Regions from separate parts of the Mus musculus genome. Here all the other regions are linked to region 2. The links are chromatin contacts, called in public Hi-C and HiChIP or PLAC-seq maps. All regions are on one chromosome and are shown on one strand. The core of a region is the stretch at or near the end of the contact, and the rest is flanking DNA. Distances in the headings are between cores, read along the strand shown. Region 1 holds the start of Rfc2 (replication factor C (activator 1) 2). Region 2 overlaps Gtf2ird1 (general transcription factor II I repeat domain-containing 1). Region 3 overlaps Clip2 (CAP-GLY domain containing linker protein 2).

Evidence for each region. A called contact is a pair of places that touch in the nucleus more often than the background predicts. HiChIP or PLAC-seq counts read pairs in DNA pulled down with a chosen protein or histone mark.
Region 1: a Hi-C map of embryonic stem cells shows a contact between it and region 2, with 2.1 times the contacts expected there. The contact joins the promoter of Rfc2 here to the enhancer-like site in region 2. A contact is called at or near these places in 9 of 39 promoter capture datasets (the C10 cell line, cranial neural crest, embryonic stem cells and 4 more), 5 of 484 Hi-C or Micro-C datasets (cortical glia, cortical neurons, embryonic stem cells and 1 more), 4 of 115 datasets of contacts at active chromatin or transcription factors (effector CD8 T cells, embryonic stem cells, pancreatic cancer cells and 1 more) and 4 of 9 other capture datasets (adipose tissue, embryonic stem cells, liver and 1 more).
Region 3: a contact with region 2 is called in an H3K27ac HiChIP or PLAC-seq map of embryonic stem cells, with 5 read pairs. The contact joins two enhancer-like sites. A contact is called at or near these places in 3 of 15 datasets of contacts at CTCF or cohesin (CD8 T cells, embryonic stem cells and large pre-B cells), 17 of 484 Hi-C or Micro-C datasets (the HL-1 cell line, bone marrow-derived macrophages, double positive thymocytes and 5 more), 12 of 115 datasets of contacts at active chromatin or transcription factors (the HPC-7 cell line, embryonic basal ganglia, embryonic stem cells and 4 more) and 4 of 9 other capture datasets (adipose tissue, embryonic stem cells, liver and 1 more).

What each region holds. Positions count from the first base shown.
Region 1 is chr5:134,580,082-134,584,077 of GRCm38.p6, forward strand. Rfc2 (replication factor C (activator 1) 2) reads left to right here and starts at 2,609. Exons shown (of 11, transcript NM_020022.2): 1 at 2,609-2,805. The coding sequence starts at 2,708.
Region 2 is chr5:134,356,881-134,360,811 of GRCm38.p6, forward strand. Gtf2ird1 (general transcription factor II I repeat domain-containing 1) reads right to left here. Exons shown (of 30, transcript NM_001081464.2): 28 at 3,358-3,395; 29 at 2,108-2,238; 30 at 781-1,016. The coding sequence ends at 948. Among named protein-coding and RNA genes, the nearest start is that of Gm46925, 10 kb to the left of the region's middle. Within about 2 kb of position 1,976, at least 9 of the 459 cell types and tissues checked have an H3K27ac peak or open chromatin away from gene starts, as enhancers often do. A contact at or near this core is called in embryonic stem cells, where this site is marked.
Region 3 is chr5:134,490,666-134,494,080 of GRCm38.p6, forward strand. Clip2 (CAP-GLY domain containing linker protein 2) reads right to left here. Exons shown (of 17, transcript NM_009990.3): 15 at 1,554-1,739; 16 at 1,228-1,290; 17 at 1-127. The coding sequence ends at 116. Among named protein-coding and RNA genes, the nearest start is that of Gtf2ird1, 36 kb to the left of the region's middle. Within about 2 kb of position 1,351, at least 169 of the 459 cell types and tissues checked have an H3K27ac peak or open chromatin away from gene starts, as enhancers often do. A contact at or near this core is called in embryonic stem cells, where this site is marked.

The DNA.
Region 1 (3,996 bases), core at 1,359-3,858, 220 kb after region 2:
GCTCAGCGGTTAAGTGCACTGGCTGCTCTTCTAGAGGACCAGGGTTCGAGGCCTAACATCTATATTTCAGCCCACAGTTGTCTGTCACTCCAATCTCGGGGGCTCTAATGCCTTTTTCTGGCCTCCAGGGACACCTGTCATTGATACTGTTTGCAAAACATATCAATGACATATCACACCACGTAAACTAGAAAAAGAGGAAGGAAGGAGGGAAGGAAAGAAAAGAAAAGAAACTGACAAGGTCTTCTTCAGAAACCATTAAGCTTTGCTGAGAAGGGGGTAAAAATCAATAGATAGGTAGATCCTAGAAAACAAGAAATTAAATACAAACAAGCCTACCATACTGAAATACTCCAAGTGGTGGTGCTGCTACAGGCAGGACAAGCCTGAAGCTGAGGTCAGGCTGCACTGGCCTCTCAGTCTCCTCTGAGGATGCTGGAAGCTCTGGGTCCGTCCCCTGCACTGCATACACTGAGCATGGATGCGTGTCTGCAATCCCAGCATTCCAGAGGTAGAGGCAGGGGGTTCAGAAGTTCAAGACCTGGGTGTTGCAGTGCCTTCAATTTCAGCTCTTGGGAAGCAGAAGCAGGTGGATGTTTGTGAGTTCGAGGCCAGCCTGGTCTACATAGTGAGTTCCAGGACAAGCAGGGCTACATAGTGGGGCCCTATCTTGAAACAACAGAGAGGAGAGAGAGAGAGAGAGAGAGAGAGAGAGAGAGAGAGAGAGAGAGAGAGAGAGAGAGAGAGAGAGAGAGAACATTCTTGTCTCTGTCTCCCATCAATCATTTGCTCAGGGATTCATAAGACACATCTTACCCAAGTTGGGTGCAACTGGTCTCTTGTGGCTCTGTAGATGAAGAGGTCCCAGCGCTGTCAGCAGGGACATGCTCACTGAGGAAATGTCAACAGACCAGAAACCAAAGGAAAGAAAGGCTCAATGATCAGCCACCCACAGCTGAGGTCTTAAAGGTCACCCCACATCCAGGGACATAAAATCCGTCCTCTGTGCCCATCAGTAAAAGTTCTCTCCTTGTTTTCTTATTGCTAAAGAGGGAACACAACAACAAAGCATGACCAGAAGTGGTGGCACAGCCTTTAATTTCAGCATTCCAAGGACAGGGGTGGGGGGATCTCCCCTGGTTCAAGTCCAGCCTGGTTCACACATCCAGGTCAGCCAGGGCTACAGAGACACCTTCTCAACAGCAACAATAACAAAAAGCAAGGAAAGCAATTAAAAAACTGCTAATGTTTAGCCAAAGAGTTCAAATAAAAACCTTTGTGCTTACCAGAGGCACTCCGTGGGATGTGTCTGGGCAGGCAGACTACGAAAATAAGCAGTTTGCTGAGGTTGCTAACGGTAGGGCGAGCCTGCTTGGAAATCACCAGCCTTAAACCTTGAAAATGCCACCTTGGAGAAAACCATTTTTTTTTCCTCGTTGATACTGGTGGAACCCAGGCTTCTGACCCATGCCCTATTATTTCTTTAAGAATCTCATGTACCCCAGGCTGGCATCTGTCTTTCAAGTGCTGAAGCTACAGGTATGTGTCATGTCAGCTTTTTTTGTTGTAGTTGCTTTGTTGAGACAGAGTCTCCCTTTTCTAGTCCCAGAACTCACTCTCCTCCTGCCCGGCTTGTTAGTAGTGTAAGAATGGCAGGTGTGGGACTGGAGAGATGGCTCAGTGGTTAAAAGCACTGACTACTCTTCCAAAGGTCTTGAGTTCAAGTCCCAGCAACAACATGGTGGCTCACAGCCATCCATAATGAGATCTGATGCTCTCTTCTGAGGTGTCTAAAGACAACTACAGTGTACTCACATATGATTAAAAAAAAAAAAAAAAAAAAAAAAAAAAAAGAATGACAGGTGTGTGTTACTTTACCTGGCCAGAAAGTATCTTTAGTTTTGTTATTGTTGTATTTTTTTTGTTTTTTTGTTTAATTTTTGTGATAGCTCTGAAATTTGTGATAGTACATAGCTCTGGCTGGCCTTGAACTTACAAAGATCCATGTGCCTCTGCTCCCAAGTACTGGAATTAAAGACCTGTGCCACCAAACCTGGGCCTAGAAAGCATCTCTTTAAAAATACTTATTTAGCCGGGCGTGGTGGCCCACGCCTTTAATCCCAGTACTTGGGAGGCAGAGGCAGGCGGATTTCTGAGTTCGAAGCCAGCCTGGTCTACAAAGTGAGTTCCAGGACAGCCAGGGCTACACAGAGAAACCCTGTCTCGAAAAACCAAAACCAAAACAAAACAAAAAAAACCTTATTTTAGCCAGGCATTGGTGGCACACACAAGAGATAGAGGCAGGCAGATCTCTGAAATCAAGACCAGCCTGGTCTACACAGTGAGTTTCAGAGCAGTCAAGGGCTACACAGAGAAACCCTGTCTCAAAAAAAATAAAAGTCCATGAAAGTAAAAAGAAATGAAATGATTTTATTTTATCTTATTTAATGTCACAATTAAATAAGATATAATAAAATGTCTCCCCCCCCCCCCCCCCCGCCTCTCAAACGCCAGCTCCTGAGATCACTGCGGCCTCTAGCGGCCAGGGATGGCTACGCGGTGCTCTCTGCGCAGGCGCAGGAAGAGATTCACCGCCTCTATAACGCACTTCCGCTTTCCTCTCGGCGTTGCCCGGAAACCAGGACCCAGACTTCCGTCAAAGCGGCATGGGGCGGGGCCTCGGGTGGCGGGAAGAGCAGCCACCGGAATGGAGGTTCAGGAGAGTGGCTGTGACCCATCCGAGAGTGGGGCGCAGGAGCCCTCGCCTGTCCCCAGCAAGACCGCCGGCCACTACGAGCTGCCGTGGTGAGCCTGCAGCCATAGTAACGCGCGCGTAGACGTGAGGGCGGGCCGAGCTCCAGGAACCCTGGGTTCGACCTGGGTCTAGGGGACAGAGAAGGTGCAGATGTCCCCAGGAGCGCAGATTTCCCCTTTCCTTCTTGAAGCTAGATATTCTGTTTTTCTTTCTTTCTTTTCTTTTCTTTTTCTTTCTTTCTTTCTTTTTTTTTTTGAGATCGTGTCCTGTGTAACCCAAGCTGGACTCGAACTCACTACGTAGCAAAGGATGACTTTGAACGTTGATCCTGGGGTGACAGGGCATGCATTACTTCCGTAAAGCAGTGCTGGGGATGGAACACAGAGCCTCGTGCACGCTAAGCTAGCACTCTACGGACTGAGGCCCATTCACAGCCCTGGGGTTCACTGTGAAGCCCAAGCTGGTCTTGAAGTTTCTGCAGTTCTCCTGCTTCAGCTTCCCAAATACTGGAATGGCAGGTGTAAGCCACCAGGCAAAGGTAGAGATTTTTATTTATGGAAATTGAGGAATATGTGTCTCGAGGTTCATCTAAATGATGCTTAAACGTGACTAATAGGCCCTCATGCAGTGCAATGCTAATGGCTTTTATTTATTTTATGTATATGAGTATACTGTAGCTGTCTTCAGACACACCAGAAGAGGGCATCAGAACCCATCACGGATGGTTGTGAGCCACCACTATGGGAATTGAGCTCAAGGCCTTTGGAAGAGCGGGCAGTGCTCGTCACCGCTGAGCCATCTCTCCAGCCCTGGCCTCATATTTTTTTATTTGTTTAAAAATCTCATCTTAAAAAACTATTAGCTTTAGCCAGGTGGTGGCACACACCTTTGATCCCAGCACTTGGAAGTCAGAGGCAAGTGATTCTCTGAGTTGGAGGCCAGCCAGGGCTACACATAGAAACACTGTTTAACAAAACAAAACTCTGTGTGTGTGTGTGTTTCACTTTTGTTACGGTAGGTCTCACCACCCTAAGCTAGCTGCAGACTTTCTGTATAGTCGAGAATGACGAATTCTGACCCCACTGTGTCTTCTGCCTATGGACAGGGGCTGCAGGTGAATTTTGAGCTTTTAGTTTTTGCATGGAACTTGCTGCCAGACCACATGCTAGCATGGAGCTACCCCAGCACTAGTTTTTCTTTATCAAAAGTAAGGTTTCTGACAGCAGACCACAGAGAGGTTC
Region 2 (3,931 bases), core at 726-3,225:
TTGAGTTCAAGGGCTACACAGAGAGTCTTTGTCTTGAACAACCCCCCCCCGCCCCCCCTACCAGCCCCACCCAAAAAGGAAAGAAAAATCCAAAACAAAACAAAGCAAAACTCACACCTGGTGTGTGTTCCAATTTTCTCTTTCCTTCGTGTGGTCCCTGGGAGCTGACTCAGGTTGTTAGGTTTTTTTGGCAGGAGCCTCCTTCACCCACTAAGGTTCCCTTTTCATCTTCCTTTTGGAGACCCCAGAGCTCACTAGTTCACTTGGAGGCCAGCAAGCTCTGGGGATCCTCCGGTTCCAACCTCCCATTGCCTGGATTATGGGTGTCTACTACCACACTGCACAGCTTTTAACATGGATACTGGGACTCTGAGGTTTTAGATCAACACGTTCACAAAGGAAGGACTCCCCACTGAGCCATCTCCCCAGCCCCAGATGGGGAACTCTGGCCCCTCTTGTCTCCACCTCATGGGCACTGGAATTATAGGTGCTCACCATCACACCCAGCGCTGGGGTGGAACCAATGGCTTTGCGCATGCCGTGCAAGGACTCCGTGGCTTCTCTTGTGGCCACAGTCCCTTGGCAGTCAAGAAAATAACTTCTATCCTTGGATACCACAGCCTGGCACTCAGGAACAGGAGACTCCAGGGTATGGTGGAGCCAGGGCACCTGAGCTGGTGTCTTGTCTGACTCAGTCGCTGGATGGGACCACACCACCTGCTGGGCCACACCACCAAACGTGAACATATAACCAAAGGGGAAAAAAAAGTGACGCTTTTGTTCTTTTTCATTTTCTTTACTTATTTAAAAAGGCCTTGGCGGCAGGAATATAGTGTAAAAATCATTGGAAAAACTAAAAGGCATTGATACATATCCGAATATACTTTGTACATAAATTACATTTTCCTTTAGTCTTTTGAGTTGAGGTCCTGATTCGGCTCTGAGGTCTAATAATCAAGGGGGCCCGGAAGCTGCACGTTTAGTCCGGAATAGTCCACCATGTACACTGGCCACTGCTAGAGAGAGGGGGGGAGGGGACAGAGGGACCACGTTAGGACTCCAGGTGACATGGAGGAACTCCCAGAATAATTAGCACGCTTTCTTTGAGGATGAATTCAAATGGTACTTATTATGCAGCCACTGAGGCCCAGAGAGGGAAAGAGACCTGCCCGAGGTCACACAGGTGGAGCATAGTGATTGTCCCCACCTGTGTTCAATACATGGATTAGACACCATTGAGGGCTGCGTCAGCATGAGCGGAAACCATGGTTCACACAGTCTCACCCCACAGACACTATCTCACCTCCTGGGGTGAAGGGAGGGAGTCAATGATAGAAAAAAATGATAAAAAAAAAACACCCCAAAAACCAACAACAAAACAGCTTTTCTTTCCTTCATTCCTTTTTCTCGAAGCAGTCTCATGTAGCCCAGGCTAGCCTCAAACTTTCTACGTAGCTGAGGCTAACCTTGAACTTTTTGATTCTCCTGACTCTACCTCTCCAGTGTTAGGATCCCAGGCGTGTACCACCAGGTCCAGTTTATATGGAGCTGCAAATAGAACCCAGGGCTTCATGCATGCAAAGCATGTACCCTGCTGACTAAGCCACACCCTCTGCCCCCAGTTTAGCCAGTTTTCTTTGAGACAGTCTCCATATAGCCTCAGAGGGCCTTGAACGCCGATCTTCCCCCTTCTACTACTGGGACTGTGGACGTAAGACACCATACCCTGGGTGGGTTTTGTGTTTGTGTTTGTTTTGTTTTTTTTTTTTTTTACATGAGTTCTTCTGAATCAGGAAAGGGCTAAACAAAGCAATGTAGCCAAAAGATGGAGGTTGAGTTCTGTCACGTGACCTTCCCCCTCTGGCTCCTGCTGACGTCATTTATACACATCGCAGGTGATAGCCACACTTCAAGCACTGCGCTGATTGCGCGGACCCTCCGTCTATCTTGTGGGCAAAACGAGTGGATGTGCCTGCCCCTCTGTGGTTGGCTGAGTCCCTCTCAGAGCCCAGTGCCTCCCAGTTCCTGGAGCTGTGGATGGCCCTGCCCGAGGAAGGGGCAAAGGCCACACAGAATTAGGGTGAAGTTCGGATCCGCGTGACTTTACCACGAGGGAGATCTGGTTGGTGGATGCCACAGACTCTGGGTTAGAGGACGAAGATGAAGAGGAGGAAGAAGAGGAGACTGAGTTGCCTTCAGAGACCCTCTTTCTCTTGCGCTTGGGAATGTTGTCTTTGGCTGGTGGAAGAAACAGTAGCTGAGGGCTGTTAGGGGCCACCCTGTGCTGGCCTCCTGAGCTCCCGGGAGAAAGTCCCGGCTTTTAGATTTTTAGTGTTTTACTCATTTTGATGCCCTAAGAAACCAGGGTTTTGTGTACATTGAGCCACACCCCCACCCCCTGATTGGAGGATTCTAGGCCAGAGCTCTACCACTGAGCCACGCCCCCAGCCCCTGATTGGAGGATTCTAGGCAGGGGCTCTACCACTGAGCCACGCCCCCAGCCCCTCCCTGGGGGATTCTAGGCAGGGGCTCTACCCACCTCTGAGTTACAGCTTTATTCTTTCAATGCCCTGGGCCTAGCATTCTAGGCTCAGTGGCTGAGCCTCACTTGTCTAGTCTTACTTCCTAAGCAGGTCTAAAGGCCAGCTGTCCCACTTCTGGCTTCTATTCATCTACTTGTCTTGCTGATAAAATATTCCTCACCACTTCAACAGGTTCTATTTTCATGGCCTCACCCAGAACATTTAGTTTTCAGTATGGCTGCCAACCCAAGACCTTAAAAAACCCTCAGTATCTGTTCTGCTACCCATTTCCTACCCAAATATTTTGGTTTGGTTTGTTGAGGCAGGTCTCATGTAGCCTAGGCTGGCCTCCACGTCACTGTGCAGCTGAACCTGGCCTTGACTCCTGATCCTCCAGCCTTTTACCTCCTGAGTACTGGGATTATAGGTGTGTGTGCCACTATAGCTGATGCACATTCTCTCCCAACGAATCCACACGCCAGCCTTACCTATGTTTTTAAAAATTATTTACATATATATGGCACATGAATATATATACATATGTATATATATATATGTATGTATTTATGTGTGTGTGTGTATATATAATATATATGTGTGTGTGTGTGTATGTGTGTGTGTGCAGCCAACTTGCAGGAGTGGTTGGCCCTCTCTCCATCATGTGGGTCCCAGGGATTGAACTCAGGTCATCATCAGGCTTAGTAGCAAGCACCTTTATACACTGAACCATGCCAAGGTCCTGCCTGTCTGTGCCTTTTCTTTTCTTTTTTCTTTGAAGGCATTAGACTAGTCCCCATGGGGCTGAAGGCTGGCTTCTACTGTCTTTCTCACTTACCTGGCACCTTGGCATTGTTGCAGACGTCCCCAAAAGGTCTGAAAAAGACAGAAGCCAGGCGGCAATTAGAAGGTTTCCCCTCCTCATCTGCTGCTTCTGACTACAGGAAGGTCAGCTTTGGTTACAGTTCAAGCTATAGCTTTACACCCTAAGCGCAGCTCACTGGTTCATGTGTTAAATGTGTGCTCCTCTGGCACATTAACAGGGTGGTAGGCCTTTAAGAGGAGGGGCTTGGTGGGACGGATGTCCTCGTGGGGATGCTAGTGCGAACTGATTCCTCCCGCCTCTCTCTGCTCTCTGGCTCTCATGAAGCGAGCAGCTCACCATGCATATGTTCCCGGCTCAAGTGACCAGGGCACAAGATCCCTGGAACTCTTTTGAGACAGTGGTGCCATAGACGAAGGCCTATCTGTGTTCCTGCTTCTGCTTCACCATTACCGGGATGATAGGAATACATTAGCTCATGCCTATAATCCAGGCATGGGGGATATGGAAGCTGGAATACTAGAAGTTTAAGATCAGCCTCAGCCACATAGTGTGTTCCAGGCCAGCCTGGACTACGTGAGACGCTGTT
Region 3 (3,415 bases), core at 101-2,600, 130 kb after region 2:
AAACACAGTCACATCTCCAAGGGGACAGTTCTGACTCCTGCCTGAAGGTGGCGCTGCTGGGAAGCCTGGTAGGGCTTCTGGTGTGAGTAGGGTCGGTCCTTGGTGTCCCTTGCGGTCAGTGTTTGTCCTAGAGAGAACAAGGGCTTGGGCATCAAGGGTTAGGAAGAATGAATGGACAGATGAGGGAGGGACAAGGAGGAAGAGAGCTGGGTAGAGGGTACAGCATGCGTCAAGGCCCTGTGGCAGGAAAAGGAATTCTACAAGGAAATCCAAGTATCTCTGTAGAGGATGGCTTTGCATAAGTATGAACTTATACATAAGCCTTGATTGCACATCTGGTAGTAATGTTTCTTACAATGTTGCTGGGCAAACAAACCCTTATGTGGTCTGGACAGCAGTTCCCAGGGCAGTGGTTACTCTGCCATGCCAACCCTGCCCACATCAGCTCCGCCAGCTGCCTGGTCCTTGGCTACCTGGCTAGGAATGGCCTTCAAAGGCCCTTGTTCCCAAGCCTGGCCCTCGTTAAATGCAGAACAGCTGGAAAGCCAAGGGGCAAGCTGTGGTTTTCTTCACTTCAGCCTCTTCTGCCTGGGTCACACAGTTAGCTGGGGACATGGATGTTTCTAGACCAGGTGCTAAGTAAGTCACGGATGTGGACATGGGAGGATGCCGGGGGGGGGGGGGTTGGGGCAGGAGGGGAGAGTTGGGAAACTGGGACACTATGTCTCCCAAAAGCAAGGACTGTGGAAATAGATGGCTTGCCTAGAATCCCCCAGTGAGAGGCTGGGGGCATGGCTCAGTGGTAGAGCCCCTGCCTAAAATCTCCCAGGGAGGGGCTGGGGTGTAGTCAATGCTAAGGCCCTGGGTCCCATTCTCAGAACCACAGGAAAAAAACAAAACAACACTAACAACAAAAACACAGAGAGAGAGAGAGAGAGAGAGAGAGAGAGAGAGAGAGAGAAAGAAAAGAAAGAAAGAAAGAAAGAAAGAGAGAAAGAAAGAAAGAAAGAAAGAAAGAAAGAAAGAAAGAAAGAAAGAAAAGCAAGCAGGACTATTCCTGGATGGGATATACCAGTGCTAGAATCTTCCTAAGCAAACAAGCGAGCTGGGACAGGACAGACACACACAAAGCATTCTTGTTCCTTTGTATACTTAGTGACTTCCGGGGGATTTTTTTTTTTCAGAGGCTGCCGGCTTGGGTGACTTAGAGACTGCTGGCGCACTTACCTCCTGTTTGTGGGCCTTGTCTGGCTGGTGAATACCGTTGGCAGAACCGGAATTGCTGATGGTCTGTGAGGGGAGGAGAGTGGGGGAGCTACTGAGCAGGCGGCCAGGATGCAATTCCACACATAACCACAAGGGGGAGGGATCTTCCGGATGGGACCAGCAGACTTGAAACCAAAGTCCTTTAGACTGGGTCTCCCAGGGCAGCAATTCCTTTTCAGACTGGGGTTTCAAGGACGGGGACACCCTCCTTCAGACTGGGGTCCCCAGGATAGAGCCACCTCCCGTTTGGGTCTGGGGCTCCCGAGGCTACAGCCCCGTGTGCTCACCTGAGTCCTGTCTGAGCAGCCCCTCAGGGCCTCCACCAGCCTCTCCACCTGCTGGGCCTGGTTCAGCGCATCCCGCAGGGCGTCTTCCGTGCTCACCAACTGATGCTGCAGTTTCAGCAGCTCGGGTGGTGAAGCTGGGTCAATGAGGGAGTAGCGTCTCTGCTCTGATAGGGACTTCTCCTTGTCCTGGAAGGGTGGAGGTGTGGAAGTGTGACCTGCCCCTGTGGGTGCTAACGAAACGGATCAGGCCCCGCCTGCTTTCTAAGTGGAGCTTGTGCCTCACAAGGACCTCCCTCCCCCAGAGTTCACTTTCCAACTTCTTCAAGCCCTAGAACCTAAGACCCACCACTCCATCCTTACTGCAGCCCTTCTGTTCTAACCCAGAGTCAACTGGTACCCACTATTTTTCTCTTCCAAGTCCATGTGACACCCCCCTCCCCCAACTGAGCCTGGCTCCTTACAAGTGTCTCCTCTCTCCTCCACCACAATGGTTAGAGTCCACACACCCCACTCTGGTCTCCAACCAAAGCATTCCAAGACACTCGTGTCGGGCCCCGTCTCCTTAATGCTCAGCCCAGCCTGGGCCTTTAGGCCAAGCTCAGAGTTTCTGTGCAGATCTCCCTGATTCTCAGGGCCCCATACTCTTCACATATCTTTTGTTTTGTTTTGTTTTTTGAGACAGGTTTCTCTGTGTAGCCTTGGCTGTCCTAGAACTCACTCTGTAGACCAGGCTGTCCTCAAACTCAGAAATCCACCTGCCTCTGCCTCCCAAGTGCTGGGATTAAAGGCATGCGCCATCACGCCCAGCGCTTTTTCATGTATCTTCTAGCTTTCCACTATGCTTTTCCAAGTGCGGGGCTGGTCTACCAGCACAGAGCTCCAGGTAAAAATCTGAGCTTCCCTTTACCTGTGCCCAACACTTCTGGGAAATCTGCCTTGTCTTTGTCTCCTTCTGTGGCACAGAGTCATAGAGGCCACAAGTACCCTGTGGTGCACATGTGAGCTGGCATTTAACCAGCCAGACACAAAACACTGGCAGAGCAGCTAGGCCTGATAACCCCATACCTAGGAGCAGATATGAAACCAGATGGGTCCCATATGGCTTAAAAAGCTCTGTTTCAGATACAGAGTCTGATGTAGCCCAGGCTAGCATAGAACTTGCTATGTAGCTGAGGATAGCCTTGAACATCTGATCTTCCTACATCCACATCCCCGGTGCTGAGATTACAGGCACAGGACACTACATCTGATTTTACGTAGTGCTGGGGACAGAACCCAGGGCTCTACTCACACAGTCTATCAATTGAGTCACCTCCTCTCAGCTCTCTAAGCATCCTTTATTATTCCACCTTCGCCTAACCCATGGATCCCTCCAGGGCCAGAAACAACACATCTAACCCCCAAGCCCCAAAGTGTGGGGGTAAAAAGAGGCCCATTCTCTTTGATCCACCCAATCCATATGCCAGAGGTGGCCAGAGACGGCTGGAACATCGGGCTGTAAATGTGAAACAGAAAGGAAAGAGGTGGGACCAGCTCTGTCCTACGCTGCCAATAAGTCCATTCTCACTCACTCACTGCAACTCAGCTCAAAGTCCAGTAGTTTCCACCGGAGAAGGCGCTTCAGGGCCCTGAGTTGAACCTCTCGCCTCTCTACTGACAGAACCCCACACGCTACTTAACAAGGAGCCCAGACCCTGGTTTCTGGTTAGATAACTAACCTGGTTTCTGGTTAGATACTCCCTGCATGTATTTTTTAATCCTCTATGCATGACTGGCTCTGGACAGAGCAGACTCTTTCATGTAGGGACATCTCTGGTGACGATGTCTAAAAAGGGGCTATGGCCCTTCATCTGCTCCGTGCT